Linked DNA regions of Mus musculus: regions 1 and 2 are each linked to region 3. The links are chromatin contacts, called in public Hi-C maps. All regions are on one chromosome and are shown on one strand. Each heading gives the region's core, a stretch centred on a gene start, on an enhancer-like site or on the middle of the called end of the contact. The rest is flanking DNA. Distances are from core to core; before and after follow the strand shown.

Evidence for each region. Hi-C and Micro-C count contacts between places; a contact is called where the count stands out from the background.
Region 1: a contact with region 3 is called in a Hi-C map of cerebellum, with 7 times the contacts expected there. The contact joins two enhancer-like sites. A contact is called at or near these places in 8 of 39 promoter capture datasets (the C10 cell line, cranial neural crest, embryonic stem cells and 5 more), 2 of 15 datasets of contacts at CTCF or cohesin (large pre-B cells and pro-B cells), 13 of 484 Hi-C or Micro-C datasets (the HPC-7 cell line, brain, cerebellar granule neurons and 7 more), 4 of 115 datasets of contacts at active chromatin or transcription factors (a beta-TC-6 cell line, embryonic basal ganglia, embryonic forebrain and 1 more) and 1 of 9 other capture datasets (embryonic stem cells).
Region 2: a Hi-C map of cerebellar granule neurons shows a contact between it and region 3, with 2.8 times the contacts expected there. The contact joins two enhancer-like sites. A contact is called at or near these places in 8 of 39 promoter capture datasets (the C10 cell line, the HPC-7 cell line, HPC-7-derived erythroid cells and 6 more), 1 of 15 datasets of contacts at CTCF or cohesin (large pre-B cells), 5 of 484 Hi-C or Micro-C datasets (the HPC-7 cell line, bone marrow-derived macrophages, cerebellar granule neurons and 2 more), 2 of 115 datasets of contacts at active chromatin or transcription factors (embryonic basal ganglia and embryonic forebrain) and 1 of 9 other capture datasets (embryonic stem cells).

The regions. Positions count from the first base shown.
Region 1 is chr14:122,874,476-122,877,903 of GRCm38.p6, reverse strand. Pcca (propionyl-Coenzyme A carboxylase, alpha polypeptide) reads right to left here. Exons shown (of 24, transcript NM_144844.2): 22 at 1,000-1,140. Among named protein-coding and RNA genes, the nearest start is that of Gm46488, 35 kb to the left of the region's middle. Within about 2 kb of position 2,178, at least 23 of the 459 cell types and tissues checked have an H3K27ac peak or open chromatin away from gene starts, as enhancers often do. A contact at or near this core is called in cerebellar granule neurons and cerebellum, where this site is marked.
Region 2 is chr14:122,889,754-122,893,024 of GRCm38.p6, reverse strand. Ggact (gamma-glutamylamine cyclotransferase) reads left to right here. Exons shown (of 3, transcript NM_145466.2): 3 at 1,209-2,165. The coding sequence starts at 1,224. The coding sequence ends at 1,673. Pcca (propionyl-Coenzyme A carboxylase, alpha polypeptide) reads right to left here. Exons shown (of 24, transcript NM_144844.2): 24 at 3,081-3,271. Among named protein-coding and RNA genes, the nearest start is that of Gm46488, 19 kb to the left of the region's middle. Within about 2 kb of position 1,279, at least 2 of the 459 cell types and tissues checked have an H3K27ac peak or open chromatin away from gene starts, as enhancers often do. A contact at or near this core is called in cerebellar granule neurons, where this site is marked.
Region 3 is chr14:122,383,114-122,386,257 of GRCm38.p6, reverse strand. Clybl (citrate lyase beta like) reads right to left here. Exons shown (of 8, transcript NM_029556.3): 7 at 1,936-2,060. The region is part of intron 2 of Gm5089 (predicted gene 5089); the gene reads left to right. Among named protein-coding and RNA genes, the nearest start is that of Gm25464, 3.5 kb to the left of the region's middle. Within about 2 kb of position 1,342, at least 4 of the 459 cell types and tissues checked have an H3K27ac peak or open chromatin away from gene starts, as enhancers often do. A contact at or near this core is called in cerebellar granule neurons and cerebellum, where this site is marked.

The DNA of each region.
Region 1 (3,428 bases), core at 929-3,428, 490 kb before region 3:
ACAAAAGTAGATAGCTCTCCTGTATCACCAGGGGAAGATATTTTTAAGTCAGTTTCCCAGTTGAATGTTAATTGGGAACTAATGAACAATCCAACTTGATCATTCTTATTCTGTATTTTTCTAGAAGCCAATGTCCCCTCCATGGATTTTTCTAAGTGTTAACATGATGCTCTATCTGTATTAATAAAAAAAAAAATCAGGTGCTATCTCAACATAATGATTATAGAAAATTAGGCAAAGTCCAGTGGCTTCAGTCAGATTCACAGTAGAATTAGCACATAGCCCATGAAAGTGGTTCCACAAGTACTTAAGGGCCTCTGGGAATCTCCCAGTTGCATTTTCAACCATTTTTTACTTTTGCTTCTAAGCAGCTGATTGAAGAAAAAGAAAGAGAAAGAGAAAAAGAAAAAGAAAGATGTATGTATCCTACACATTTGTCCACAGCAAGTTATGGGACTGAGCAGATAAGGGATATAATATAGCTCTGCTATTAAAAAGTCAAGAATAAAGCTTCCAGTTATGAATTTCACTTTCCACCTTACAACAGTGGGCTGATTTTGAACAGATTATAGGATTAAGGCTTCCTTAATTTTCCTCCCCAGTTAGACATTTAGTTCAGAAATCCTGCAACTAGAAACCCCTGTCAGGGTTAATATGTTCTGGCATGAATTCCTCAAGCATGCTTCATATCTAGAGGGCCAGGGAATAAGGAACAATGCAAAGTAAATGTAAATTTTACAAATTTGAGAAAGAAGAGAATGTCTGTCCTCATTTCTATTCCACGCCCCTACACCCCCACCCCTACACACACACAAGTTGGGAGGAGGCACTGTCACCCACACAACTCAGATGTGAAGTAGGTATACAGAGTGAATGCACACCTGTACCATGAGCGTCCTGTGGGTTAGAAGAGGCCACTGGGAGCGTGCTCCTGTCGGTGCCATTGTTCTGTAGGGGAAGTCTGAGCCCAGCATATCCCTCACACAGAAGTACTCTTACCATGTCTCCAGGCTTGACAGAAACGGCCACCACCACTCCAGGCATCGGGGAGCACAGAGTGCTGCTGGTGTCCTTGGGCACTTTTTCAAGCATGAATTTGTTCAGCTCTGCAGCAAGCTTGGTTAAAATGTGCACTTTGTACTTGAAAGAGAAAAAGCACAACAGAGGTCAAATGACGAATATCATCTAAAACAGCACTTATTCAAAATCTGCTTTTAGCTTTAAACTAAAATTACAATAATATCCTTTAAAGTCAAACATTCTAAAACCCTCCACATAACATTATTCATAACGGAGACAGGTTTTTTAAAGGAATTACTCATGATTAATTAGTGATATATAAAAAAGTATCACAGATCTTTAAGAAAACCATCTCAGAACTTTGTAAAGGAAAACAGTAAGGATTTTGCTTGAGGAACACTGCCGAGTGAGTGAGAGATCGAGCAGTGCAAAGCAGAGGAACCAGATCCTTTGAGTCCCTCAGCCTCAGGGAAAAGGCAGTGACACCGAGTGCATACCAGTAGATGGCAGCAGATTGCTGTCGCACGCCTCCCACACCTCTGAAGCAGCTACACCATGTAGATTATTAAATAGAGACAAAGGCTTCAGTGTTCATTTTGAGAAAAGAAGAGAAAAGTCCTTAACGTTCAAATATTTCTCAGTGACATAAAATGTTATATTCACATCAAAATGTTTTTCCTTTTAGGCACATTACCATGTAGCCTTTTCTCATATGACAAGCCAGCTAGTAGAAAGACAAGATGTAATGAGAATATCTTTTGGGCCGAGATATGATAGCACCAAGATTTGTAAAACACGGAAAATGCCAGGCACATCAGTTTTCATGGCATAGCAAAGGTGGATGGCCAACAAGTCAATCTTAACATTTCTAATACAGACAATACCTACTGGACAGGAAACATCCCAGATAAATATATGAACCACGATTCGCTCTACCCAAACAGAAAATAAAACGCTTTGAGGTAGGGAATTGGTTTCTGGTTCCCACCAGATCCGGTCTCTCTGGGGAGGACAGAAGCAGCACCCACTGGGCAGCTCCATTTTGTTGGAGGAAAGCTGCTGTAACTCAAAGCCTCCTGTGGGCATCATGCTGGCAGGGAGGCCGAGGCAGAATCTGATTCCCACTTTGATTCTGCCTGGGGACAGTGGCACTCTCCAAGTGGCTCTTTACAGGGCCTATTTAAAGCAGGTGGGGGAGGCCCCACAGAAGAGCTTTGATAGCCTAGGTTCCAAGCAGATTTTCGACACTGTGACAGGTTGAATAATAACATCTTCTGGGTGTTTCTTTACTCCTGAGTGTGTGTTTTGCAATCAAGACATAGAAATGTCTGCCAGTTCCTGAAGGATATGATCCTTAAGTGAAATTACAGCACAAATAAAAGCTTTTTGCTCCTATTAAAATTCATCTGAGTCATAAATGACAAGGGAAAAGCAGGCTGCTGTCAGTCTGACGACACCCTGGGCAGAGGGACTACGCATCACCCATGAATTGTACTTCCAAGGCCCTCATTAAATCCTTGGGAACCAAGGGGGGACATAATTGGGCCAAATTGCACAGTTTTAGTATCTGTGCTCTATCTCCCTTGGAACAGAAAGTCCGGCAGCACTAGAGGCTCGTGTGTACCGGGCAGTAAGTCCAGCAGCACTAGAGGTACGTGTGCATCAGGCGGGTTTCATTTCTAGCAGCATCACTAGGGTGTCACTACTACGTGACCAGCTGGCATTCTGCCCCAGGGATTAGTTTTCACTGTAGCATTCAGATCTATTTTCCCCCTGGTTTTCTTTAACTTCAAAATATGAATTTAGGAAAAGTATATACTGAGAATACAATTTAACAGCTTTTCACCACAGCAAATAGGCTTAAGAACCAATACTTCAGCTATCTCACAACTAAGCCTCAATGTGAACAAAGCTAAGGCTGTCTTCAGACCATTTCTCCTGAGAGGCCCAGATCCTGACAAAAAACTGGGTCCCTTACTATTTTTATAACTTTCATATCTTCTAAATTCCTTTCTCTGTAGGGCCCCTGCTTTGCTTGGAAAGAGATGTAAAAGAGTCCAAAACTCAGTGCTTCAGACACAGCCTTTGTTATTGATGAGATGTTCCTTTCCCTTTTGTATTTGTTTATTGTTCTTAAATCTGTTTAGGAATAAATGACTTATTGTAATCACAAGTGAAAAATAACAAGGAGTGGATGCCTCAGGAGAGGTCTTGTTGAACATGGCTGACTCAGAAGTGACCTTTCTGATTAGGAAAAGAAGAGAGAGAAGCTACACTTCTTAAGGATACCTTTGATGTTGTCCTGATTATCACAGGCCATCTTAAAACAGCCTCTTGTCGGCCCTGCAGTTTGTATGTAGAGTCAAAAGTCTGAACCGGCCTCGTTGGTGCCGCACATGGGCCCATCC
Region 2 (3,271 bases), core at 30-2,529, 510 kb before region 3:
ATGGGCCCACAGATGCTGTGAAGTTTTGCTGGGTCTTAAGTGTTGGGACAGGAATGTAAATGTGTTGCTGAAACCTTGCTTTGTCCCAGAAGTGGGGATCCAGTTTGTTATATGTATTTGTTCATAATATATGTTGTGGGGATTTCAAAGCTCCTTAAAAGACTGAAAGCTAATTGTGTCAGAAGGTGGCCAGCCTGCAGGTGTTGGTCCCTGATTGGGATGTTCCTGTCTGACAGAGAAGTCTCTTCTTAGGCTGAATACCTATGTGTGTGGCTGCTCACTCAGATATGCATGTTTTTGGAAGTTACCGCAGGGGCCTGGTAGTGACTTGACTTGCACTGGGACAGAGCATTGAGTGAAAGGTTTAGTTAGTTAGGTTTAGTTAGTTAGTTAGGTTAGTCATGGGGTCAGGCCTGTGCTCCTGAAACAGAGGCTGTCATAGAAACCCACCGTAGCCAGCTGAAAAAGCTGTGGGAGTTTTGTTTGTTTGTTTGTTTGTTTTTTCTATTCCAGCCCCATTATGACCCTGCCCCTTCCACCTGAGATGCTCAAGAGCTGTCTCCATATGTGGTCTGTGCTTGAGGTCTTTGTGAGACCTGGATTAGTCTGTCCTAGTGGGGCAGAGTGGCTGACCTGCCTGCTTTTCTTACCTTAGAATCGCAATTGAGGCCATTTGCTGGGTGTACTGGTATTCTAATGCCAGCTACTCAGAAGGCTAAGGCAGGAAGATCACTTGAGCCCAGACCTATACGATCTTACAAACACAGGGAAGATCTTCCCATCATACACACATCATGGTGCTTACCATGCTAGGAAGTATTCTTCCTCTACGATTATAGAGATCCACTTCCTGAGCCTCCCAAGTGCTGGGATTAAAGGTGTATATCACTACACCTTGCTCCCCCAGCCCAGATTTTTAAAGTCACTAATATGTGCTCCTCTCTCTAGGCTTGGGATTTCAAACTCCAGGGCAGGCTGGCCTAGTGCCTCTTTCAGCTTTTTAAATAGCTAGAGAAAGCATTTCATGATGTGAAGACTACATGAGCTTCTGGGTGCCATAGCAAAGTTTAACCAGAACATTTTGGCTTCTCTTCCTTATGAGCTTGGCCAGCAGAGTGGAAGGACTGTGGTCGTATTACCCTCAGTCCAGAGGCTTTCCCCAAGAAGACTCTTCATCTGCTCATGTGCCTGCCTGCTTTCTCCTCCAGAGTGCCTGCAGACAGATGGCCCACATCTTCGTGTATGGCACCCTGAAGCGCGGCCAACCCAACCACAAAGTCATGCTGGACCATTCACATGGCTTAGCAGCCTTCCGAGGCCGAGGCTGCACAGTTGAGTCCTTCCCACTGGTGATTGCAGGCGAGCACAACATACCTTGGCTGCTGTACCTACCAGGCAAGGGCCACTGTGTGACAGGTGAGATCTACGAGGTGGACGAGCAGATGTTGCGTTTCCTGGATGACTTTGAAGACTGCCCCAGCATGTACCAGCGCACAGCCCTGCAGGTGCAGGTGCTAGAGTGGGAGGGTGACGGTGACCCTGGGGACAGTGTGCAGTGCTTTGTGTACACTACAGCCACCTATGCACCCGAGTGGCTGTTTCTTCCCTACCATGAAAGCTATGATTCTGAGGGTCCACATGGGCTACGCTACAACCCCCGGGAAAACAGATAAAGGGCTGTGCCCCAGACGCCAACAGGATGGAGGGAACCAGATAGCTTCCTGGCATAAGCAGAGCGTTCCAAGTTCAACTCTAAAGCATGCTGACAAAACATTTTTGTCATATACTCTAATCTGATGTGACTTAATACTGCTTTAGTCTTAAGGAGCACCTGGACTTGCAGGTACTAGATAGGAAACACTCTAGACTGAGGTCCCTGGTTCTCCTCACTGCCTTTTTTTTTTTTTTTTTTTTTTTTAAATTTGCTTTGCTCTAACCTGAAGATGGCATCTTCTGAGACTAAAAAGACTAGGCTGCAGTTGCATCTCAGAAGTCGAATCTAGAAAGAAATGGCAGGAAATACTGAATTGGGTTGGATCAGTGTAAAAACATCAAGGAAAGCATGTTGTACTTAAACTATGTGCTCCATCCACCCCAACCCCACTTGCAATTTCCAAATCACACACAAACTATTAAAATGGCCATTAAAATACGAGTTTGCTGTTGCTGTTTGGTCCTTCTTTTGGTGTACTTACTTGGTAGACAGTGTTTTTCATTCTAATTCAGCAAAGTCAGGAGCACCAACTTGCTGGGAGACACAGCTGAGCCCTCAGACTTTATGTCGTTGATAGGTGCCCAGCTCTCGACAGTCTAGCCCATTTCTGCCACCTGAAGGTGCAGCCCTTGGGGAAGAGCCTTTCAGAAGAACCAACACATTAGTAATTTGTTCCTCAGGCCTGACAGAAGGCTTTGCTTCCAAATACAAACAGCACTTAAAATAATGTTAGGAAGACACGAAGTACCAATTACCATCTACCTCCATCTGATAATCTGTCAGCGTACATGCAAGTTGCACATGACTCTGCCTCTGCCTCCCAATGAAGTAGAAAATGGATTCTGAGAACTGCAGAACCAAATGCAGCTGCTGGCTGAGCACCCTGGCCCTCCACTAAGCTCACTCACCCTTCAGCATCACGGTGGACTGATCACTAACTGCAACTGGCAGAGAAGCATGACTTATTTTAGTCCCTTTTTCTTAATTGGAAACTTGCTTCACAAAATAGAGGGGCAAACATGGGCATCAGCTGATGGTCTGGCAGCCCCACACACAACAATGAGGGCTGGGCATCCTAGTCAGGAGGGAAAGGGACTGGGATAGCATGCTTGTCCTTGGACCCACACAGGCAGCACCCTGTCTGCAGACCCCAAAATGGGGATCTGACTCTTCAATCATCCAAGTGACATCAGTGTAGACCCACACAAAGGGGGCTTCCATAATCTTCATATAACCTTCATCGGTGCTACCTGGTCTAAGGAAGCCATGACTAATGAGCCCCAGGAATCCATCCTGAGTGATGGGAGGAAGGAAGGCAATCAGATTATAAAATGGCCAAAGCTAATAAAATTGCAAGCAGAGAACTGGAATTTATATAAATTTTTAAAGAATCACAATGAAATGCTAATATTTACAGTCAATTGGCACAGCCTGTCGCCTCTGTGTATATTGTCTTCATTCGGAAAAAAGGGCAAACTAATATTTAGACAAATGCTTGGTTTTATTGATTTAATTTTGACACTAGGAAATCTCAGCAGAAGTACAAATCATATGTAC
Region 3 (3,144 bases), core at 93-2,592:
AGGGAAAAAAAGCCCAGATTTAACATTTACATCACCATTATCAAAGGCCTGGGCAATTTTCCCTAGGAATAATATTTTCGAGATATAATGGAAAAAGTGTGTGTGGGGTGGGGTGGGGTGGGGCACAGTTTGTAGTCTTTATTCAGGAACTTAAGAGGCAGAAAGGGAGTGTTTCTGGTCTGACTTTTGTTTGGGAGCTGGTGAGGTGTGTGTGTGTGGGTTAACCTTTACCATCTGCTTATAAGGCCAGGTATCCATCTCAAGGGAGCACATGCTGCCTCAGTTTACTCTCTCAATATGCATTTACTGCTTGCACACTGTCCGCTGGTATAAGGCAGAATAGAGGAAAAGGATACATAGAGTGAATGTGTGTGTGTGTGTGTGTGTGTGTGTGCGCGTGTGTGTGTGTACACTTGTGCGTGTGTGTATATGTGTGTGTGTGTTTCTGCATACATACAGGTATGTGGGAAGGACATGATGGGGTTCGCATGTGTGGATTAAAGATTGCACAGCTTTTCTTTCTAGGTAAATATGTTCATTTACTGCAATCCTCATTTTGGATTGAAATACAGAAACAAATGTGAAATACAATTTCAACTTAAAATTACTTTTCTGTGAAATAGATAATTTTTTGATGGCCACCATTGACATGAAATGAAAAAAAAAAAAACAAACCAACCCTATTTTTCGTAAATTTGGTATATTGTCCAAATAGGATCTTTCCTATGTAGATATTCTGCCTTTGGATATTAAGCGTGTGTCTGTACAAAGGTTAGTCCGTGTGTGGAGCAGGGGGTGGAGAGGAAGAGGGAGGTGGTATGCTTGGTCAGGGTTGAAGGCAGACATCCACAGGGAATGACCTACTTAATGTTGTCACCCATTTGTCCAAGTCGTGGGACTTTCATGTGTCCTTGCAGCCAGGGATCATGTAAAGGACACTTCTCACATGGGTGTCACAGACCCACCACTGAAAACCAGATTTTGCTTCTCTGCTGTGTTTTTATTTATTTATTTTCACAAGGGTGAGTATTTAACATCTAGGACCTTACTAATCTTTTAGCACCCTTCCTCTCCTAAGCAGTTTTGAGTGGAGGGCATGGCAACTCCATTCCTTACAGAAGTCACGGGCTGAGGTGAGATTATCTCCAGGACAGATTTATAAAAGCAACGTCCCCCCATCCCTCTGAAAAAGAGGCAAACGGTATTATTGCAAATAACCTTTAAGATAATTAACTAACAATGCTGCAACTAGCATAAAATCTTCCTTCAGGCGACACCTAATTTAAGTGTTACTGGCACAAAGTGGAGACAGATTGTGCATTACCACCGCAATATTTACATAGCAGAAACCCACAGAGCGGGAAACGCCAGGCTCAATGAAGCACTAAATTAGAACAACCGTACCCAGTGTTAATTTGCCTTTCATTCTTTCCAAATCTCGGGTCCAGAAATCGGTACAAATCCATCTACAACCTCCTACTCCTAAATGACTAAACCCGAGGAGATGTTAGGACTTTTTCTTTTACCCCACCCCTCCCCACCCCCCAATTAAAATAACTTGAAATTTATTTCTTCTCTCCACAAGAACCATGTGGTCAAACTGTGATTGTTTCGTTGCAACGCGCTCCTACTTTGATCTGAAATCACTCTCATACAAGCGCCGTGTCGAAGACGACACGGCAGAGCCTATTCTGAGACTGCCAATACAGCTTATGAAGAAAATAAATAAGACGAGACAGGGGGACCAATTAGTGAGATATTTAGGGAAAGGAATAGTTGTCTACCTTCCGCAATTTTCTCATTGATAAATTTTATTTCCGTTCCACATTTCCCGTTTCTCCTGCCAAATGTAATGAGTTTTCCTTAAACCATCCTTGTCTGTAATATTTTAAACTCCAGCACCACTCAAATCGAGGTATCAACAAAAACATTTACCTTTCCCAGCTGCTGGTGTTCTTTGAAGGCAGCAATCAGCTCTTCAGCCCACTGAATTTTTTCTGGGGTTGGAGTAAACTGTTCCTGTACCACTGCGATCTGGTTAGGGTGGATCACCTGTTTACCTGCAAAGAGAGCAACCACACTGGAGGCTCAGGGCAGGCCAGATGCACCCAGCTGGGGACATCCCTGGATGCTTCATAGAGTGGGTGCTGAGGAACTGAACAGTACAAAGTAAGACCTGCAATCAGACACACTTTCCCAGAAAACCACATAAGAGCAAACACAAGTATGGGAGTTACTGCACTCTAGATTTACGTAGACGTGCGCCTCCAGCGTAGAAAAGCTCGCATTTTTAGTTACAGGTGGCTAGATTGGGCAGCTTGTTAAATAACTACTTTCCTTGGATTTTAACTGGAGAATGTCTGCAAGTTATCCATTATTTTGAGTTAAAGGTAGAGTGAAATTAAATGAGAATTCTCTCAAATTGTCTAAGCTGTCTAGTGCTTGTTTGCAGGAGGGAGGGGCGGGGGGGGGCTTGTGGTGCTTTCTATAGCTCATATACCAGAGACAGACAGTTATAGTTCAGCTCGCAGTAGATGTTATGATCATATCAATACCAAACACTGCCTTGGAATGATACATTTCATTTTTTTTGAGCATGTTATTTTAAACATGTCAATTTCAATGAAAATATGTCTAAACTAAAAGGCAGATTTGAATACTGTGGCATCTAGATTACTCTACTTCACATTTTTTAAATAGAAAGATTAGAGAAAATTTATCTGTTCCAAAATATATCTGGATCTTCCCTTTCTCCTGATAGTATGAGAGTTGTTTTGTCTTCAAATGATAAGAAATGGTATCTATGTAGAAATATCTTCAAAAGGAAATTGTATCTATGTAGAAATACCTTCAAAAATCTTTTATTCTTTTTGAAGTTTAAGGGTTTTAAATAAAAGCACCATCCATATACAAGCCTCAAAGGATTGTATGTAATTGTAACACTCTTAATAATAATAATAAAACAATTTAACAATCAGGGAAGTGTGGTATCTAATCAGGTCATTAATAAAATGCAATATAATTTAATGTCACAACGATGAGATTAAATTGCATTACATGACAAAGTTATGAACGTAAATTGACTCTTTAAAACTGATGTGCACTTAATGGCTGCTGACTATATTTGTTGTCTCATCAATTTGC